Regions from separate parts of the Zea mays genome. Here region 1 is linked to region 2. The links are chromatin contacts, called in public Hi-C maps. All regions are on one chromosome and are shown on one strand. Each heading gives the region's core, a stretch centred on a gene start, on an enhancer-like site or on the middle of the called end of the contact. The rest is flanking DNA. Distances are from core to core; before and after follow the strand shown.

Evidence for each region. A called contact is a pair of places that touch in the nucleus more often than the background predicts.
Region 1: a Hi-C map of ear shows a contact between it and region 2, with 2.3 times the contacts expected there. The contact joins the promoter of LOC109942346 here to the promoter of LOC100273432 in region 2. A contact is called at or near these places in 2 of 25 Hi-C or Micro-C datasets (ear and tassel).

What each region holds. Positions count from the first base shown.
Region 1 is chr9:44,797,564-44,800,816 of Zm-B73-REFERENCE-NAM-5.0, forward strand. It overlaps LOC109942346 (L-type lectin-domain containing receptor kinase SIT2), which reads left to right and starts at 1,960. Exons shown (of 1, transcript XM_020544270.1): 1 at 1,960-3,253. The coding sequence starts at 2,043. The region is part of intron 1 of LOC109942347 (a long non-coding RNA gene); the gene reads right to left.
Region 2 is chr9:44,479,976-44,482,995 of Zm-B73-REFERENCE-NAM-5.0, forward strand. LOC100273432 (aspartic proteinase nepenthesin-2) reads left to right here and starts at 1,686. Exons shown (of 2, transcript NM_001147869.1): 1 at 1,686-1,800. The coding sequence starts at 1,698.

The DNA of each region.
Region 1 (3,253 bases), core at 710-3,209, 320 kb after region 2:
TTGTTTTGACCGAACGTTGACCGTTTAAATGAGTCAACTGTTTAGAGGACCATCTAGGCCTTAAACTGCACGGTGTTCCTCCGTTCATCGTTTAGACCCATTTAAATGGTCATCTAAAACTGTTTAGGGTAACACTGCTTGCATGAAATCGGAGTTGGATGAGGAAGATCTAACAAAGAGAAGAACATTGCAAATGGAAGGACAGAGGTGGAAAAGAGAAGTTTTAGAGTGCAGAAGACTTTGTGAAGGTATTTTTTTATTCACTCATGTGGACTCCACTATATACCTCTAACCCAAAACAAATCAAAAGCAAAGAACATGGGTATGGGCAGAAGTGCTAGTATCCCTATCTATTTCCTTTCCTTCTCTTTTTACGACATGTACAGCCCTGATCCCCTAGATTGGTTTTCAATGTAAAAGAGACAACTAAGAGGCTGCATTAATACAACTCTGAGCTCCTAAATAATAAATATAGTTAAGAGGCAATAGGTATAGAGAGTCGTGTAGAGACAGTCTTTTGACAAAGTGAACCATCTCTTGTACTTTTTTTATTTAGCTCCCTAAAGATCAATCAAGAGACCCTTTATTAAATGGTATTGTACATATACCATATCCCACTATATTTCCTATTCCCTATCCAATATCCATAGCTTCATCCAAACGCCACTTAAACCTACACAGGTCTGCTACGGGCCTAAATCCTCCCTCCCCATTAATCAGCCACGGCCCCACTAAGCCCGTTTGCCGCATAAGCCCACCCCCCGGGTAGCTTACATTTCAGTCCTAGGCACAGTTGCAGCAAAAACACAGCAAATTTGTAAGCGATGATCGACTCTGAAAGACGACCGTTTGCTAAAACTTCAGCCAACCCCCCCCCCCCCCCCCCCCCCCCCCCCCTCCCCCCGGGTTTTGAAAGCCATCACCAGCTGGGAAACACTTCATCTGGCAGAGTTCAGTAGACCACGGACCAGCCCAAATTTGAACTGTACCGAACATCATATTCATGCCGGCTGGTCTGTCAACTATTCCTCCATAGGATTTGACCGTAAGCAACGATTCAGTCCTTGGCTGCATCCAAGGCAACAATTCAAAGATCTCATTTTCTTTCCGAATTACTATATGTGAACCAGCTACCACCTCATGTACATGCGACGACTTTTGCACCACCTCACCCATCTTTTTTCAACATGAGTGGAATCCAGTTCGCCAAAGTAAACAACGACCAGGCCAGATGACCAGCGAACTTCTGTCCAGGCGTCCAGGCCAGATGACCAGCTATAAGGCACATAGTTCTAGTACAATACATACTAGTACTAAATACAAAAACAACAGTGCTTCAATGCTTCATGCACTGATATATTTTCTAGAGCCATACCAAAACCATGAGGGCTCTAGAAACTTCGTTCACCCCGCTATCAACGATACTACTAGCAGCTTGTTCACTTAACTTTAATCTGTACCGGCTTCTATTATTTCTACATTGTTTTTGTCTCCATGGATTACGACTATAGCAATCCAAACAGCCTTGTTTTTTCTTATTCAGAAGATTACTGAGTTTTGCCATTTTTTTCTTTTCTTTTGCTGAACCTTGATAGCCACCGTCAATCCTTGGAGAGCAAGGACAGTTTTGCCAATGAGGAAAGACTGTGACCAAAAATGACAGTTTGACTACTAGCAGCCACCATTGTTAAGCGCCCACAATCCTCTGCAACCATAAGGAAAGTTTGACTATGAGAAAGACTCGTACAAAAAGGACGGCTTGACTAATGACTACTATAGTAGCCACCATGCTTTCATGGATTGAAAGAAACATTCTACCAAATCCTTGACATGACGTGTCCTGGAACTTTGTGCAAACTTCCCATGGGTCAGCCTCATGCAAATAATAAATCCTTCATTTTAGCAATGCAAATCTGTACCAAGTCAGTCTCAAGTTTTGGATAAGTAGTACCTACAGGTCGTGTGACCACACAGCAAAATTAAAGAACTTCCAATGTGCAAACCACAGCGCACGACCAATGGAGGAGTAGAAAAGTACAGACATGGTGGCGAACCAAAACATTACCTTGTTCATCCTGTCCGTAGGCCTTAGTATTGCTGGATTCACTGCTGGGGACGACGACCAATTCGTCTACACCGGCTTCGCTAGCAGCAACCTAACCCTCGATGGTGGAGCGACAGTCACGCCGAGCGGCCTCCTTGAGCTAACCAATGGCACCGTTCGGCAGAAAGGCCATGGATTCCACCCCAGTTCGGTGCTCTTCTACGAGTCCTCTAGTGGTGCAGTGCAGTCTTTCTCTGTATCCTTTGTGTTCGCCATTCTCTCTACCTATCCTGAGACTGAGAGTGGTCATGGCCTAGCTTTCTTCATTGCGCCAGACAAGAATTTATCGGGTTCATTCCCAACCCAGTACTTGGGCCTCTTCAGTGACCAGACCAATGGTGACCCAAACAGCCACATCTTTGCAGTTGAGCTCGACACCGTCCAAAATTATGACCTACAGGACATCAACAGTTACCATGTTGGCATCAACGTCAATAGTCTACGCTCCATCCGATCCCATGATGCAGGCTACTATGATGATAAAAGTGGTTTGTTCAAAGATCTGTCACTCGATAGCCATGAGGCGATGCAAGTGTGGGTGAACTACAACAGAGAAACCACACAGATCAATGTCACCATAGCTCCCCTCAATGTCGCCAAACCAGTGAGGCCATTGCTGTCTGCTAACTACAATCTCTCAGCAGTCATCACTAATCCGGCGTATATTGGTTTCTCATCCTCAACAGGCTCTGTTAGTGGGCAACACTATCTGCTTGGTTGGAGCTTTGGCATCAACAGTCCTGCTCCACCAATCGACATTACCAAGCTGCCAGAGATGCCTCGTCTTGGTCAGAAGGCTCGGTCGAAAGCATTACAGATAACTCTGCCAATAACAATTCTGGCTCTGTTCCTTGCTGCAAGCATTACTATTTTTTTATTCGTGCGGAGGAAGCTAAGATATGCTGAACTACGTGAAGATTGGGAGGTTGAGTATGGGCCTCACAGGTTCTCATACAAGGATTTATTCGATGCCACAAGAGGATTTAGAGAAGCTAACCTGTTAGGTACAGGAGGGTTTGGAATGGTGTACAAGGGGATTCTCCGTGGATCCAGACTGAATATTGCTGTGAAGAGGGTGTCACACGACTCAAAACAGGGCATAAAGGAGTTTATAACAGAGATTGTTAGCATCGGCCATCTTCAACATCG
Region 2 (3,020 bases), core at 436-2,935:
TGTAAGAAAATGGATTGGCATGCATGGAAACAAAAAAAAACTAATTTAAATGCTTTATTTTGTCCATAAAAGTAGGATCTCTACGATAGCTATGTAGCTAGGATCGTTGGAACTAGTTTATGACATATACTGATACTAGTTATGCTACACGGTATATATATTTATCCAGTGTGGCACACTGCGCAAAACATCTGTTTTCTTCTGCATGCGTACAAATTTAGGATGACAAGAATGTGTCTTGAAAGGAAATGGATTGGCATGCATGGAAAAAAAATATGATTTAAATGGTTAATTTCCATCATAAATATATGATCTCTTCAACAGTCATACATCTACGTTCGTTAGAACCAGTTTATGATATATACTGAGACTAATTATAGTACACGGTGAAGGTATTTATTCACTGCGGTACACTATGTATAAAATTTGTTTTTTGTTGCATGCGCACAAATTTAGGATGACAAAAATGTGAGTTGAAAGAAAATGGATTGACATGCATGAAAACAAAAATCATCATTTTCAATGCTTTATTTTGTCCATAAAAATAGTATCTATCCAACAACCATGCAGTTAGGCTCGTTAGAACTAGTTTATGATATATACTGATGCTAATTATGCTACATGTGAAAGTTATTTATGTATTATGGTACACTACATAAAAATCAACAAATGGTTACATAAAATGTGAATAGAAATATCATAAACATATAAAAGATGGGAGTAGAGCCATGAATTGACAATGTATTATAAAACATATTGACATTAGCATAACTATGTATACAAAATCGCATAAAAACAGGGTCGTCGCTCCATCATCGTTCGTGTCTAGGGAAGTCTGTCATCGTCCCTCGTGCCTAGGGAAGGTCGGCGTCGTCGCCTGAGGTGGGACATCAGCGGGTGCCACTCCGGGGCACGTGCCTCCGAGGAGCCGACGTCGCACTCGCGCCACTGGGATCTGCCGGCGCGTGCGCACCTCCTGGATCTGCCGCCGTCGCGCTCCCTCAGGGCCACCACCGCCGCTGCCAAAGCCTACCGCGCCTCGTGCAACCATCATCGCCACCGGGCCTGGGTGCGCCATCGCCACTCGTCCGCTTCGGGGGCATCGTCGTCGCTCGATACTGGAGGAGTGCCTCCGCCGGTCGCCGTCCTTTGGGCGCCACCACCGTTGGCCCTCGAGGTCGCCGCCGCTCGCACGACCGAGTAAACCGCCGCCGCCGCTCGCCCGAGAAAACCGCCGCACTCCGCTAAAATCTAATCTCTGGCGGCCTGAGGATTTTTTATAGCTGACCGAACCTGGTGCGGCTGAACCTCCGAGGCAGGACTTCCTCTATTTATTGAAAAATCAGGGCTCTAAATATACAAACTATATATATATATATATATATATATATATATATATATATATATATATATATATATATATATATATATATATATATACACTTATCCTGTAGGTACTAACCGGCATGATTGGCCTTCTCACCAAATCACCATATTTTAAATCGTTCGGCCGGGCAGACAAAATGACCAGTAAATTAGAGCGACGAAAGCTACCGGCGAGATTCCCACACACACGCAAACATCATAGAAGAACAGAACCTTTCTCTTTCTCTTATATAAAAAGGCGACACAGCGTCCTGTCCCTCACTCGACACCGCACGGCCTCAAGCAGAGGAAGCTTTCCGCCCGGGAACGCCATGGGGTCGCTTCCTCTCCTTGCTGCCTGCTGCTCCCTCCTGCTCACGGTCGCAGCTCCTGCCCGGGACAGCACTACCAGCGTCTGCGCTTCGCAAATCGGCGGTACACATATATTTCTGTCGTTATTACAGCTTAATGTTGTTTGTTTTGTTTTAACTCTCTGCTCACGGTTGCGCTTGCACTTGCATGCTTGATGAATCGTAGCCAATAATTGAGTGGAGTAGAACGAACTAGCTAGGATTAAGTTCCTCTCGGAGGATGTATCTACACAAGTTCAGACGTACAGGAGCTGAACTTTTGGCAGTGAGAGCGATAAATTTTCAATAAAGCTATATATAATTTGTGAAGTTCACATCAAACTTAAAGAAAAACGTGAAATGATGGTTTGTTATTTATTGGGTTAATTATCATACGTGTGTGCGTGCCTGTGTGTGCGCGTGTTTATTTATATATTCCTCTGCAGTCACTTGCATTTTACGGCGTTCCCAAAGACTACGGTCTTCTTCAGGCAATCAAAAGAGTCAAATGTCAGTTGACGATATATCGCAAACTAAGAACCAACCAACAGACTGGTCTCAAAGCAGATTCAGATTGATCTAAAGTTAAAGGTGGAGCTCAACCAAAACAAACACTTATAAGATTAGTTTGGAAACCCCATTTTTTCAAAAGATTCATATTTTTCTAAGGGAAATTAGTTCATTTTTATTTAAAAAATAGGAATCCTTTAAAAAAATGGGTTCCCAAACTAGCCATAAAAGATCAATTTCGCCGGAGAGATCAGAAGTTTGTAGTGCTCCACTTTCCTTCATGTCTGCTAGCGGCTGTGTCAAACGTTGTGTGTGACCCACACCCACTGTACGCACGCATGCATTGGATTAGGGTGCAGGGCGACGGCGGTGCGGTTACTGCTGCCAGATTTGCGCAATGATTTTCCACATGGATATCATATTGTGTCCTGCGTTCATGTGAGCACAGTTGTTGCCACACCTGCAGTTCAGCTGCCACGGAACCACAGAAAAGGTGCTTGTACCATCGATCCAGTGCTAATTTGGATAGCGAGAAGGGGCGTGTGGATTGTGGAAGGCTGGCAGTAGTAGATGGCGTGTCAAATTAATGTCGCTCGATCGTGGGTCCATATTTTTTTTCTTGTTTAAGGCTGGCTAATTAATAATTATGATGTTGTGTGTACTCCTAACGAACCACTCTTTGTCCTTCGTCTTGTCCTGCACGATAAGGTCGGGAAGAGACCGGCCCGTGCATTAGTTCCATATATTTTATTTTCTCTGGCATGCGCGGTGCTCATACTTATATTAATTAAGTTA